Linked DNA regions of Rattus norvegicus: region 2 is linked to region 1. The links are chromatin contacts, called in public Hi-C maps. All regions are on one chromosome and are shown on one strand. Each heading gives the region's core, a stretch centred on a gene start, on an enhancer-like site or on the middle of the called end of the contact. The rest is flanking DNA. Distances are from core to core; before and after follow the strand shown. Region 1 has its middle 6.2 kb from the start of Sh2b3. Region 2 holds the start of Atxn2 (ataxin 2).

Region 1 (7,494 bases), core at 1,483-3,982:
AGATAAAGAGCCAGGCACCCATGTGTACTTTTTGGGTAGTGGTTTAGTCCTGGGGAGCTCAGGTCGGTTGGCCTTGTTGGTTTTTTTTTTTTTTTTTTTTTTTTTTTGGAGCTGGGGACCGAATCCAGGGCCTTGCGGTTGCTAGGCAAGCCGCTCTACCACTGAGCTAAATCCCCAACCCCAGCATTGTTGTTCTTATGGGATTGCAAACCCCTTCAGCTCTTTCGATCCTTTCTCTAACCCTCCAACGGGGACCCCATTCTCAATTCAATGGTTGGCTGCTAGCATTCGCCTCTGTATTTGACATGCTCTGGCTGTGCCTCTCAGGAGACAGCTGAGGCTCCTGTCAGCATGCACTTCTTTGCTTCATCAATCTAGTTTTGGTGGCTGTATATATATGAGCCACATGTGGGACAGGCTTTGAATGACCATTCCTTGTCTCTGCTCCAAACTTTGCCTCCATATCCCCTCCTATGACTATTTTTGTTCCCCCTTTTAAGAAGGAGTGAAGCGGGTTGGGGATTTAGCTCAGTGGTAGAGCGCTTGCCTAGCAAACGCAAGGCCCTGGGTTCGGTCCCCAGCTCCGAAAAATAGAAAAAAAAAAAAGGAGCGAAGCATCCGCACTTTGGTCATCCTTCTTCTTGAGTTTCATGTGGTCCATGGATTGCACCTTGGGTAATCCAAGCTTTTGGGCCAATATTCACTTATCAATGAGTGCATACCATGTGTGTTTTTCTGTGCTTGGGTTATCTCACTTAGGATGATATTTTCTAGTTCCAGCCATTTGCCTATGAATTTCATGAAGTCATTGTTTTTGATAGCTGAGTAGTACTCCATTGTGTAGATGGGAGGGGGGAGTGGATGGGGAGGGGAACACCCTTATAGAAGAAGGGGAGGGGGATAGGATAGGGGGGCTTATATCCGGGGAAACTGGGAAAGAGAATAACATTTGAAATGTAAATAAAAAAATATCCAAAAAAAAAAAAAATAGAGCTAGGCACCAGCATGCGGAATTGTCCTGGTGGGGACAGGAGGAAACCTGAGACTGCCCAACCACAAAGCCTTCCCCTGGAGCTGGCCCAGGACAGGAAAGACCAGAGCCCTCCACTTCAGGAGCAGATTTGTAAGGACTTGAAGATTTCCTTCAGTGGTAGATTCGGATGTGCTAGTGTGAACCAGATAAACCCTTTCCTCCCCATCTTGATTGTGGTCCTGAGGTTGCATGGTAGCAGCAGGGACTTGACTAGGGCAGGTGTGTGCTGCTCTCTCCCTCACTTTACAGATGAGGGATTGAGGCTTAGGGAGGTGGTGGGCCACCTGCTGTCCCCAACCTGGGATCTAGGGTCACCGGCTTCCAACAGCCTGCCATTGTGCCTCCTGGGGTCATTTGTTGTCTCTAGAGTTGTTTGTTCCTGCAGCACTGAGGATGGCTGAGTGCTTTAGCACCCGGGTTGCACCCTCTCCCCACCCCCAGGCTTCAACATGGGTGTGGTACATCCACAGGATGGAATGTTACTCAGCTGTCATAAGGAATGCAGTGTGACACCAAGGCCACCGTGACTCTGCAAGGAGTGCCAGCCTAATCAGAGAGATTAGAGCAGCAACTCCATCCTTCCTGTAACACAGGCAAGTGAATGAGTCATGGCAACCCTCTGTCACTGAAAGCTACACCCCCAGGGGACTAGGGCTGTCTTTAGGTGGAGGTCCCTTTTCAGGTGGTTTTGAAGGGTGTGTAGGAGTTGACCACACAGGAGAAAGGGAGAAGATATGGAACAGCGTAGCAGAGTCTGGGAGAATGAGACAGAGGGGTCCCTTAGCCTGGGTGTGGGTGTTTTGCAAGTACGGATGAGTCTGAGGTAGTGGGGGAGCTATGGAGGGTTGTAGAGTGTGCATGGGCAGGCAGGGCATCCCCAGATTGATGCCTTGTATCAATGGCATGGACTGAGCACCTATCATGTAACAGATTGCCACGTTGAAACCTTTGCCTCAGTTTCCCCCTACAACCCAACCACGTAGAGTACTTATTTCCTCATTTGTGGTTTGCTCTGTTTCGGCAGGGTCTCTCATGAGGTAGTTCTGGCTGGCACAGAGAGCCACCTGCCTCTACCTCCTGAGTGTAGGGATTAAAGGTGTGTGCCACCATGCCCGGCTTGGAGTTCTTTTTTTTTTTTTTTTTTAAAGATTTATTTATTTATTATATATAAGTACACTGTAGCTGTCTTCAGATACACCAGAAGAGGGCATCGGATCTCTTTACAGATGGTTGTGAGCCACCATGTGGTTGCTGGGAATTGAACTCATGACCTCTGGAAGAGCAGTCGGGTGCTCTTAACCGCTGAGCCATCTCTCCAGCCCTTGGAGTTCTTTCTTATCCTTGCTTTATGGATGACGGATGAGGAAATGAAGACCAGAGGATACTAAGTCGCTGGGGTGAAGCCAAGGTCCCCAGTATCCTCCCCTCCTCTCAAGCTCTGTCCAAAGAAAGGTGATGAATGGGGAACCAGATAAATGATTATTTATTTATTTATTTATTTATTTATTTATTCATTCATATATTCATTAATCATTGATTGAATGATCGATTGATTGATTGATTTGGAAAAGCGCCTTCTAAGGGAGAGAACTCTCTTGAAACCCACGTCTTCCACCTTTGGTGGCGCTGTAGCCCGAGGGTCCGGGTCTCAGGGAGGCAGGCGGCAGCTGCGCGGCCGCCCAAGACCAGCAGAGGGCGCGCGAGCCTCGTGACTGCTGTAGTCGTCAGACTCCAGCCCAGGAAGCGGGCGCCGGTCGGGGAGAGGACCCGAGTCTTCAAACTGCGGAGCAATTAGGGCCTTTAATTACCAGGATTGGAAGTGGACGAGCCTCGAGGGGCCTCAGGGCACTGAGTCACTTCCCCAGAAACCAGATTCCCAGGGCTGGCGGAAGAGGGGGCGGCTGCGCTTCCCTGAGGCCGGGTGCTGGCCAGGATTGGGCTGAAGCCAAGACCAGGAGCCACGGGTGGGGCGAGGGTAGCGGGGTGCAGGTTCCTGGTGGCCCGTTGTGGGTCTTGGAGAGGGCACCTCCGTTTCTGTGCCTCAATTTCTTCCTCCATCAAGAGGAGTAGAGCAGCCCCCTTCCCCTGCATAAGGTTGTTGGCCAAGCAAGCTATGAACCTGTGGAAAACCCTCCAAATCGTTTCCACAGGACCCAGGCGAGATGGCCCACATCTGTTAACCCAACACTCAGGCAGGAGGCTGCAAGTTCACAGCCATCCTGAGCTACTTAGTGAGTTCCAGGATAGCTTAAGCTACAGTCTCGAAGCTAACACAAACACATCATTAATTATTCTCCTATTTCTCTTTATTTCCAGCGCCGGGTACAGTAGATGAGAGAGCCCCGAGCAGAGACTGCTTCAGTCTCTCAACATCTGTGTGACTTTGGCTCTGGGCCTCAGTTTCTTCAGAAGCACAGGGCAAATGAACAAATAGCCCCTTCCTTCAGGACAGGCATGGCCTTGGCTGGGCACACATAGTTCGAGCATGACACCAGCCTATACTTGTATTGAACAAGGGCTTGGGGCAGATTTCACGTGGAAGGCACAGAAAAGGGAACCCTAGCCCCAGAGAGGAAGCAGAGGAATCTGGTTCCTTAGCTCAGCAGATCAGACCCACCGGAATCCTGCTTGGGAGGTCGGAGTGCCTGGTGCACACACTCCAGCAGAGTGCGTAATCTATGCCAAGGCCAAAGCTGCCCTCTGAGCTCTTTTTTTTTTTTTTTTTTTTAGATTTATTCATTTATTACATATAAGTACACTGTAGCTGTCTTCAGACACACCAGAAGAGGGCATCGGATCTCTTTACAGATGGTTGTGAGCCACCATGTGGTTGCTGGGAATTGAACTCAGGACCTCTGGAAGAGCAGTCGGGTGCTCTTAACTGCTGAGCCATCTCTCCAGCCCCCCTCTGAGCTCTTTCAGCCATTGCTGAATCCAAGTATGGGGAGCAGAGTAGGTGACCGCCACAGGACCTTCTTAGGGTATTAGCTAGCAATTGCTGTGTAACAAACTGCCCCACCCCACCCCACCCCCGCCCCGGGGCCTTTCTTAGGTAATTCTCCTTGATTGTCACATGGTTTTGGAAATTCAGATTCGGTTTCAGGAGTTGGGACTCAAGGTCATGAAGGACGGTGAAGTCTCAAATGGAATCTGAGCTTGGCAGCTGGACATTTCCTTTGACATCGGCAGTTGGGGAGGCTGAGGCAGGAGGATCAAGAGTTTCAGGTCATTGTCATGGCAACTGTGTGGAGGTCAGGGGACAACATATGGGAGTCAATTGTTCCTTCTCCTATGGGGGTCCCAGAGATAGGACTCAGGTCGCCCTCCTCTGCTGGGCCATCTCAACAACCCAAAATAAATAGAGAAATATTTTTTATTTTTAAAGATTTATGTATTATATATAAGTACACAGTAGCTGTCTTCAGAGACACCAGAAGAAGGCATCAGATCCCATTACAGATGGTTGTGAGCCACCATGTGGTTGCTGGGATTTGAACTCAGGACCTCTGGAAGAGCAGCCAGTGCTCTTAACCTCTGCATCCCCATAAAGATTTTCTTACTATTTTAAATTTAATTTTTTGAAATTTTCATTCATATGTAATTTTTCACTTCTCTTTATAAATACTTTTGTCATTGTTGCTTGAGACAGATCTTCTCTGTGTAACCCTGGCTGTCCTGGAACTCACTTTGTAGACCAGACTGGCCTTGAACTCAGAGATCTGTCAGCCTCTGCCTCCTGAGTGCTGGGATTAAAGGCATGTGCCACCACTACCGGGTAATAAATACTAATTTTTTTCTTTTTTTTGGAGCTGGGGACCGAACCCACGGCCTTCCGCTTGCTAGGCAAGCGCTCTACCACTGAGCTAAATCCCCAACCCCAAATACTAATTTTTTTTAAAGACATAAATCTTTATTTTATGTATCAGTACAGTGTCGCTGTCTTCAGACACACCAGAAGAGGGCATCAGATCCCATTACAGATGGTTGTGAGCCACCATGTGGCTGCTGGGAATTGAACTCAGGACCTCTGGAAGAGCAGTCAGTGCTCTTAACCGCTGAGCCATCTCTCCAGCCCTAAGTACTAATTTTTAAAAGGGCTGGAAGTCAGTCATGGTGGCACACACCTGTAATCCTAACATTTGGGGAGCTGTGGCAAGATTGCTGTGGACTTGAGGACAGCCTGGGGTACACAGCAAGACCCTTTGAAAACAAAACTCAAAAGTGGGAGCTACTGGGGTACTTTGCTGGGTACTCTTTTTTTTCCTTGCTTTTTTTTTTTTTTGAGATTTATTCATTTCGGGGCTGGAGAGATGGCTCAGCGGTTAAGAGCACTGACTGCTCTTCCAGAGGTCCTGAGTTCAATTCCCAGCAACCACATGGTGGCTTACAACCATCTGGGATCCAGTGGGATCTGATGCCCTCTTCTGGTGTGTCTGAAGACAGCTACAGTGTGCTCACATACATGAAATAAATAAAATCTTTTTTAAAAAAAGATTTATTCATTTATTATATATAAGTACACTGTAGCTGTCTTCAGACACACCAGAAGAGGGCATCGGATCTCTTTACAGATGGTTGTGAGCCACCATGTGGTTGCTGGGAATTGAACTCATGACCTCTGGAAGAACAGTGGGGTGCTCTTAACCACTGAGCCATCTCTCCAGCCCCCTTTTCCTTGCTTTTTTAAGATTTATTATTTTATTTCATGTATAACTGTAGCTGTTTTCAGACACACCAGAAGAGGGCATCGGATCTCATTACAGATGGTTGTGAGCCACCATGTGGTTGCCAAGAATTGAACTCAGGACCTCTGCAAGAACAATCAGTTCTTTTAACCACTGAGCCATCTCTCCAGCCCCTTGATGGGTTCTCTTAAGGAGGCCCAGCTAACCAACTCCTCAAGATGGTGTCCTCCCATGTTCGCCCAGAGTTGGTGGCCTGAGGGACTCTCCTCTTCATGAAGCAGGGGTACTATCCACACTGATGAGGTCCTCCTGACTGTTTCTGCCTCCCCCCTGCTGGATTTATAAGTGTGCCCTGGCCTGCCAGCTGTACATTTCATTTCTTTTTTGGCACAGAGTCTTACTATGCACTCTGGCTGGCCCAGACTCAGGGTGATCCTCCTGCCTCTTCCTCCAGAGTGCTGTCATCACACATGTGAGGCATCGTGGCAGCTTGAGCTGCACATTTTTTTTTTTAATGATTTTATTTACTTAATGAATTTGGGTACACTCTAGCTGTCTTCAGTCACACCAGAAGAGGGCATCAGATCCTGTTATAAATGGCTGTGAGCCACTATGTGGTTGCTGGGAATTGAACTCAGGACCTCTAGAAGAGCAGTCAGTGCTCTAACCACTGAGCCATCTCTCCAGCCCCAGCTGCACATTTTAATAAACATTAAAATCATACGTACCAGGTGGGTTTGGAGGTTCACACCTGTTGCTGCTTAGCATGGGTAAGACAGAGGCTGGGGGATTACAAGTCTGAGGCCACCTGGGCAACACAGCAAAACTCTTGTCTCAAAAACCCAGAAACAAAGCCAACTCTGGCAGCACAAGCTCTTACCTCAGCTACTCAGAAGGCGGTGACAGGAGGAGGATGAGTTGAATGCCTTCCTTGACTAAGTCTAAGGCTAGCCTGGGCAAACCGACGAGAGTTTTTTGTTCAGTTAGAAGCCCTTGGTTCGTATACTTCAAGCAGTAGTTTCTCAGGTCTTTTCTCTAGAGACAGGTTTCCTTCACTCTGGGGCCCTGGCTAGCCTGGAACTCTATGTAAACCAGGCTGGCCTCAGATTCACAGAGAGCCACCTGCCTTTGCCTCCTGAGTGCTGGGAGTAAGGACACTAGATACACACACACACACACACACACACACACACACACACACACATACACACACACATACATACATATACACACACTCACATATACACACACACTCACACATACACATATACATACACACACATATACACATACACACATACATACACACACACTTACACACACACATATACACATACACACACACTCACATACACACACACACAGAGGATTTTCTTCTGTTTTTGTTTGCCTTCCCTTTTTTGTTTTTTATATCTTTGAGACAGAGTATCTCAAGGAAGTAACCAGTTTGATGGTTACTTCAAGCCCCAGTAGCCCTGCCGGGCTTTCCCCTGGGTGCTGGGGTTTGAACTCGGGTCCTCAAGCTTGCACACTAAGCACTTTACCTATCCCGCCGTGGCCCTAGTCATATCTGGCTAGTGTTCGTTGCTGTTCCTATTAACCACATGAATGGCTTGGATCATTGGCTTCTTAATACTCTTGGCTCTGGTTAGCCTTCATTGGTATTGTCTAATTGGTTTGATCCGAGATAGCGTCTCACGTAGCCCAGGCAGGTTCCCAACTCCGAAGGTAGCCAAGGCTGGCCTTGAACTGATCCTCCTGCCTCAGCCGCTAGGT
Region 2 (7,494 bases), core at 2,279-4,778, 120 kb after region 1:
TCCAGCAGCCACACAGTGTTCACAGATGTCTGTAACTCTAGTTCTAGGGAATGCAGGGCCCTCTTCTGGCCTCTGTGGACACTAGACGTGCATACAGTATATTTACCATGCAAACGGGCAAAGCACTTACATATATAAAATAAATCTAAAGACAGCCATGACCAGGAAACACAGGAAAGCCATGTCTGTGAGGGACCCTGATGTTACACGCAACACTCCCCCACAGCATCCAACAAGTACATAGAGCCCACCCCTGAAGAGCTGCCTTCTTGGCTCCAGAACCCACTGAGCCTTCTGAGAAATAACATGGCACAGCTTATGAGAGCCATAAAACCTTAGAGTCCTTGACCTACTGAAACCACTCCTGGGCACCACTTTCTCTAGGGAAAAATTAGGATGAAGCAAAAAGCTTCTAGTGAAGAAGTTCACCTCACCACCACTACAAAACACAAACACAAAGAGCAAAGCCCCAGCCGTTGGGTAGAAACTTAGCTCAGTGCATAAGTTATTTAAAAAAGAAAGTCACCAGATTAAAGGGGAAGAAGGCTGCATCACACATGAGCACGACGTCACGAAAGGTCAAAGTCAAGAGTAAGTAGATTCGGGTGCAACTGTGGTAAGATTTTTAAAAAGTGATCACATACGGTTCTTTTCTAAGAAAGTGGCCTCTAAGTGATGATGGGAAAAAACTGTTCTCAAAAATCACACAAAATTCTGTTCACACAAAAATCAAGTCAGATCCAGGCTGGCTGAGTAGCAAAATCCTTTTCGAGCAAAAACAAGGCCTGGGTTGGGGTTCCAGGTTGGGGAGGGTCCAGAAAGGAAACAGTGCTTAAGGCGGCAGTAAAGTGCATTTTGCTAATTCAAACATGACAACATCAACGCCACTTTTCAAGTGTATTTATTGTGGAGGAGGGGACATGCCCTGGCAGGTGTGGAGGTCAGAGGACAACTTGCAGCAGGAGTCAGTTGCTTCCTGCTGTGGCAGCAGAGGTGTGGGAATCCTGGTTGACAAGCCTGGCCGCAAGGGCCACTGAGCCACCCCACCACCCGATGCTACATAGCCCTTCCACAGCCATGCTGCCAGCCCTACTTTAAAATGACACACACAAACCCAAGCAAAACTCTACAAGTTACAATGCATTTACAACCCTGAGGAGAGTAAGAACAGGAGGATGGCGTTAACCAAGGTTCTGTACAGAACAAAAGTACCCATTCTGAGCACAGGCATTGGACGAAGGAAACTTAAAAAGAAACCTATGCGCCAAGTAAGAGAACTTAAAGCAGGGAAGGCTCTAAATGCCCTTCCCTTTTGCAGAGCCTCAAAAGCAGAGACTGACAGGGGTCCTAATACCCTGCCCCTCCCTGTGGAGTCCAGCCAGCCACAGTCTAATGTTTAAGCCTACAGAGTAAGCGAGGCTCAGGAACTTTAATCTGTATTTGAACAAAACGTAAATGCGTGCCACTTCCTGAGAACCAAAGATTAAAACATGAAAAAAGCAAAGAAAAACATGTATCCTTAAAGTTAAATTTAAATATTTTTTCGTTTTTCACTAAAAGTCAAGGACGGAAAAGAAACTCAAGTTACAAACCCTAACTTCGCAGAACCGTGGAAATAGAATGATGGTTTAATTTGAACGAGGCGGGTTAAGAAGGGTTTGAAAGGCCTCATGCTTGGGAAAATTGGGAGTGTGGGGGAATAAAGTAAAACACATACTGTTCCCAGAAGAACTCCTTAAAACCCGGCTCTGATTCACCCTGCGGGTTAACTTCTGCTGTACAGGAACTCTCTGGAAATGGACAGCTGGACAATGGGGCTAAGAAAACTCCAAACAAGAAAACTCCCCTTGCCCACCTCCTAAGTCCTGGATGTCTATTTAAGGAGGCCCTGCCAGCCAGGCCTAGGCCAGAGGGAGGCACAGTAGTGCCTGTTACACAGGGACACAGGGGAAATGGACTTGCATGCCCTTGGTAAGCTCTGGCGGCGGCGTTTCCCAAGTTAAGGACACCGGCCACAATGGAATGGAGTCTATTGGCATTTGCCTCTCCGTTTTAACACTAAGCATTTTCTTAGTTCGTGAAATACGAACTGACAAGCACCCCCACCCCTCCCCACCCCCGCGCGCACACACCCTCCAGAGTCAAGCCCAGTCACACAGGACAGCACCCAGCCTCCTCCAGCTCCTACCAACGAAATCGGGCCCAGGGAAGGGGAAAGGGGGCCGAGGGCGCAAGCCAACACTCGCGTCGTTGCCTTCGGGACCCGCACCAACTCCTCTGTGGAGGCTCCTCACCCCTAAAAATTTCAGGAACTGGGACAGGGGTTGGGAGGGAAAATGAGCTGCGTGTCCGGTGCCCGCCGCCAACCCACCTCTCGAGTCCGGCCCTCGCCCACCTCTATTCAAAGGCGCCTTCTGCTCCGCGGACGAGAAACAGCAATGCGGATCGGCCACCACCCGCGCGCAGGGGACCTTGCGGGGAAGGAGGGAGGCGGGCCTGGAGGGAGCAGGGCACTCCCACCCCTTCCCCAGCTGGGGGAGGACAGCCCGCTGCGGGAACCCCGCCGCCCCAGATCTAAAGGGGGATGGGTGCGCAAGGCCGCTGGCCACCCACCTCGCCTCGGTCGCCCACCTTCCCAGGGTCTGCGAGGCGGGAATATGCAGGACACCCGGCTGACCCTACCTGGGGCGGCTGGGCCTCAATCTCCCCTCCTCCCTCCCGACTCCCCACCCAGCAGTGAGGCTCATTTCAGGAGAGGGTCCCCCTGCGACCTGCACCCTGGCTCAGCCGCTCTTCCATCACAGGCAGGGGACCCAGCAAGGGGGTGGGGCGGGGAGACCAATCGCCCCTAGCACACACGCGAGGGGCAGGGGGCCGCCCGGGCCGTCCATCTTGGCCGTCTGGGGGGAGGGGACGCGATGGTGCGGGAGGCTGGACACGGCCTGAGAAGCCCGAAGGATCTGCCGGCGCCTCCCGCCCCTCCGCGGGCCCCCGGCCCATCGCTACGCCGGCCGGTCACGGGGCGAGGCGGGGGAGGGGACGAGCGGCGCGGGATCGGCCAGGCGGGCGCGGAGGGGGCTGGGGAGCCGACACCCACCTGCCCAGGCCGGGACGCCCGCCGCCCGCGACCGCCGAGGAAGACGCCACCGGCGCGGCAGGGGCCGGCACCACGGAAGACGAGGTCGACGCGGCCGAGGCCGGCGCGGCGCCGGGCGACGAGAGCAGGCCGCCGCCGGGCTTGCGGCCACTGGCGGGCGCGGGCGGCTGCGGCTGCGGCTTCAGCGACATGGTGAGCGGCCCATACACCGGCTCGCACGCCGGGCGGGGACAGCCGGGAGCCGGGCGCGCTGAGGAGACGCCGGAGCGCGGCGGGGACGCGCGGACGCCGAGCGGGCAGGCGCGGGCTGGCGCGGTCGCGGGTGCCAGAGGCAGCAGGACGACGACGAAGGGGCGGGGAGGCCCGCAGACACCGAACAGCCGCCGGGAGCCGGGCCGGGACGCGCCGTTGCCGTTGCTACCAAAACAGTCTGAGGCGCAGGGCGGCGAGCGCGGCCCGCGGGGAGGGGCGCCGGGGCCGCGCGGGGGAGGGCCGGCGGAGGGATATGCTACCGCGCCGCCCCGCCCGCCGCGCCGCGCCGTCCGCGGGAGCGAGCGCCGCGCGGCCCAGCCCGACAGGCGGCGCGGCTCGGGGCCTGCCGCGGGCCGCTGAGCGGCGTCTGTCGACGGACGCATGGGAGCCGGGCTCGCGGACGCGTACGGGGCGACGCGGCCTGGAGGGCGCGGAGATGCGAAACAGAGCGGGGGGGACTCTTTACCGGAAGTCGGAAGGGTCAGGCGGAAGTCGAACGTGAGACGGCTCGGGGGCCGATCGGGGACACGTGAGGAGCGGGCGCAGCGCTGGGCCGCGTTCGCTCTCCGGGGTCGGGGTAGGGCCGTGGGGGATCCGCCCTCGCTGAGGCGGGTCTGCCCTTCGAGGAGGGAATGCTTGTCTTCGGCCGCTGGCCCTGCTTCGCGGACGGGCACCGTGGGCTGCCCGGGTGTCCTCAGCCCCCTTCGGGGACCTTGGTTTCCCCCCCACCAGATGCAACATAGAGGATGGCCCGCGGGCGCCTTCGGGGCGGAGACCTGCATTCGGGCCTGGCACACAGTAGGCCCCCAGGTGCCACTGCGTGCTTGGTTTCCCTGCCAGCGTGGGAAGCTTGCCACCACTGAAGCCACCGCCAGCTGCTTCACTTTGCCCCACTTTATTCACCCCAGCGAACTGTTGGGTATCTGACCTTCATTTGAACCCTTTTTTCCCCTCACTGGAACGTCTTACTCCTCCTTCAGGCGACTCCAAAGGGAAATGGACGTGATTGGTAGAGCTGGGTAATGGGGGTCTTACCGTGGATAATGGGGTCTCCCTCATTGGAGACCTCGCAAAAATGTCAACTTTAGACCTTGACCCCTTTTAAAAAGTTTTACTTTAACTCGGGAAGGCCACCAAACTAGCCCTTTTTTTTTTTTTAAGGTGTTGTAATTAAATTGGAAGCAAATGGGTAACTTTTTGCAATGAGTTTAGTTGGTTTTTTGGGTTTTTTTTCTTTTTGTTTTTTTAAGTGAAATTGCTTAAGGGGATGATGGGCAGAGGACAGCAAAATCCGAGTCAATCTATTAAAATCATTCCCGGGAATTAAAGGCAGGCATGGTGTTCATGCCTTTAATGTATGAATTTAGGAAATGGAGGCAGGATTAGCCGGTCAAGGTCATCCTCACCTACACAAGGGAATTCTCTAGGCCAGGCTAACCTACAAGAGACCCAGGATAGGGGTTAGGGATTTAGCTCAGTGGTAGAGCGCTGGCCTAGCAAGCGCAAGGCCCTGGGTTCGGTCCCCAGCTCCGAAAAAAAAGAAAAGAAAAAAATAGAGACCCAGGACAATTAAATGAGCAGTGAACCCTGGTTACGGCACATGGCTTTAATCCCAACACTGGACAGATACTGGATCTCTGAGTTCCAGACTTGCTGGGTCTACATAGATTAAAAAGTAGCTAGCAGACAGCTCAGAAGGTAAAGGCCCAAGCCGCGGAAGAAGCTCACCTTCTAACTCTTATCCCTGGAGATCACATGTGGAAGAAGAAAACTTGACTCCTTGGAATTGTCCCCAGATCTCCTCTCTTGGACTGTGCCAGTTGTGTGCCCACACATATATAAGCAATAAGTATGACCTTGGTGGTGGTGGTTTTCATTCTTGTTCTTGTTTGGTTTTTCGAGACAGTGTTTCTCTGTGTAGCCCTGCTGTTCTGGAACTCACATAAGAGCCACCGGCCTGCTGGGATCAAAGACCTGCTCCACTGTGACCAGCCAAAAATATGACTTTTAAAAAAAGAAAAATGTATCTGGGGTGTCAGTTTTAGAAAGGGAGCCTAAGGCGTAGTGGTGGCTCTCCAGCTCTACACCCCTGGTCCATCCATGAATAATTAAAAAGAAAAACTCAGCGTATTAGAGTCACTAGTATAGTCCAGTTGAAATTAAATTAACCTCATAGCCCAAATAAAAATTGTCACATTTGGGGCTGGAGAGATGGCTCAGCGGTTAAGAGCACCCAACTGCTCTTCCAGAGGTCCTGAGTTCAATTCCCAGCAACCACATGGTGGCTCACAACCATCTGTAAAGAGATCCAATGCCCTCTTCTGGTGTATCTGAAGACTGCTACAGTGTACTTATATATAATAAAATGAATAAATCTTTAAAAAAAAATTGTCACATTTGGCGAACACTTTAAAAAAGGTTGGGCTGGAGAGATGGCTCAGCGGTTAAGAGCACTGACTGCTCTTCCAGAGGTCCTGAGTTCAATTCCCAGCAACCACATGGTGTCTCACAACCATCTGCAACACAATCTGATTCCCTCTTCTGGTGTGTCTGAACAGAGTGACAGGGTACTCACTTATATAAAAAATAAATAAATAAGGGGTTGGGGATTTGGCTCAGTGGTAGAGCGCTTGCCTAGGAAGCGCAAGGCCCTGGGTTCGGTCCCCAGCCCCCCAAAAAAGACAAACAAACAAATAAATAAATAAATAAATAAATAAATAAAATCTTTAAAAAATAATTGTTATTGTTATTTCCTAAGAACATCGAGAGAGGGAAAGTTAGTCTTCCTAAATGTAGTGGGCCTTTATAAAGTTAGCCTGAAGAAACCTGACATGAATGCAAACCTTGAGGGGTTGGGGATTTAGCTTAGTGGGAGAGCACTTGCCTAGCAAGCCAAGGCCCTGGATCCAGGCCTCAGCTCTAGAAGAAAAAAAAAAAAAATTACATCTTTAAATGAATGCAAGCCTTGAATCCCAACCCTTCGGAGGTAGAGGTGGGAGGGAAAACAGTTCAAGGCCAACCTTGGCTACTAACTAACCCATTTTTACCAGCCATGTGAAACACTGTTTCCAAAAGAAACCAAAATAAGTAACAAGTCTAGTATTTGAAGCAGTGCTTGATTCCTAAATTGAAAATGAATTAGTAAAATGTATACTAATCACTAATACCAGGAGTTGCATGTTAAAGTTATTTTTGGTTTTGGGGTTCCCCCCCCCCCGAGCTGAAGACTGAACCCAGGGCCTTGCCCTTGCTAGGTAAGGGCTCTCTATCACTGAGCTAAATCTCCAACCCCTAAAGTTGTTTTATAATTTATTTTTACTTTATGTGCATGGGTGTTTGGCCTGCACATAGGTCTGTGGGGGGAGGGAGTCAGATCCACTGGAAATTTGAGTTAGAGACATATGTGAACTGCCATGTGGGTGCTGGGAATTGAACCTGGGTCCCCTAGAAGAGCAAGCAATACTCAAACCATTGACGGTTGAATGATCTTTCCAATACCAAGATAGGCTTTTAAATAACGGAAAGGAAATCGGGCAGGGAGTGGGGTGATGACAAAAGACTAAGAAAAGACTTATACAAACAGAACAGCCAAGGCCATGTCCCAAGCACACTGTGAAGGAGAGGATTTGAAGAAAGCCTGACTTTGTTAGATATATATGAAAAGGCCTGAGGACTGAGTCCAAGCCCCAGCATCTGTATATGTTAGGAGAGAATAGATTCCCATTACAGTTGTCTGCTGGCTGGCCACAGGTGCACATCCACACACATGAAACACGCAAAATCAATACATCTATGTGAAATAAAAAGGGTAGAATTTTGAAAAATAAGCTAACTTTAAAGTTATAAAGTAAAATCTGCAGGTACTTGGCAAGGTTCTGAGACTACAACCACAGTCAGCAGGGACCTGATGGCTGCCACAGGCATGTGAATAAATTTGGTAACAGGTCACACCTCAGTCAAATCTCCATGTCTGAAGCCTTTGCCTACTAGAGACCTGGAACTTGGATCACCAAGTTGAACTGCACTGTGCATGCATATGCCTGTGTATGTGTGAGTGTTCATAGAGCCAGAGATAAACATCAGGTGACTTCCCAAATCCTTCTCTACCTTGTAGTCCTAGCTGGCCTGGAATTCACAGAGATCTG

What was found. A called contact is a pair of places that touch in the nucleus more often than the background predicts.
Region 2: a contact with region 1 is called in a Hi-C map of psoas muscle, with 2.3 times the contacts expected there. The contact joins the promoter of Atxn2 here to the enhancer-like site in region 1.

Annotation. Positions count from the first base shown.
Region 1 is chr12:40,382,674-40,390,167 of GRCr8, forward strand. No RefSeq gene overlaps it. Among named protein-coding and RNA genes, the nearest start is that of Sh2b3, 6.2 kb to the right of the region's middle. Within about 2 kb of position 2,733, at least 24 of the 93 cell types and tissues checked have an H3K27ac peak or open chromatin away from gene starts, as enhancers often do.
Region 2 is chr12:40,506,144-40,513,637 of GRCr8, forward strand. It overlaps Atxn2 (ataxin 2), which reads right to left and starts at 3,529. Exons shown (of 25, transcript NM_001419737.1): 1 at 3,098-3,529. The coding sequence starts at 3,288.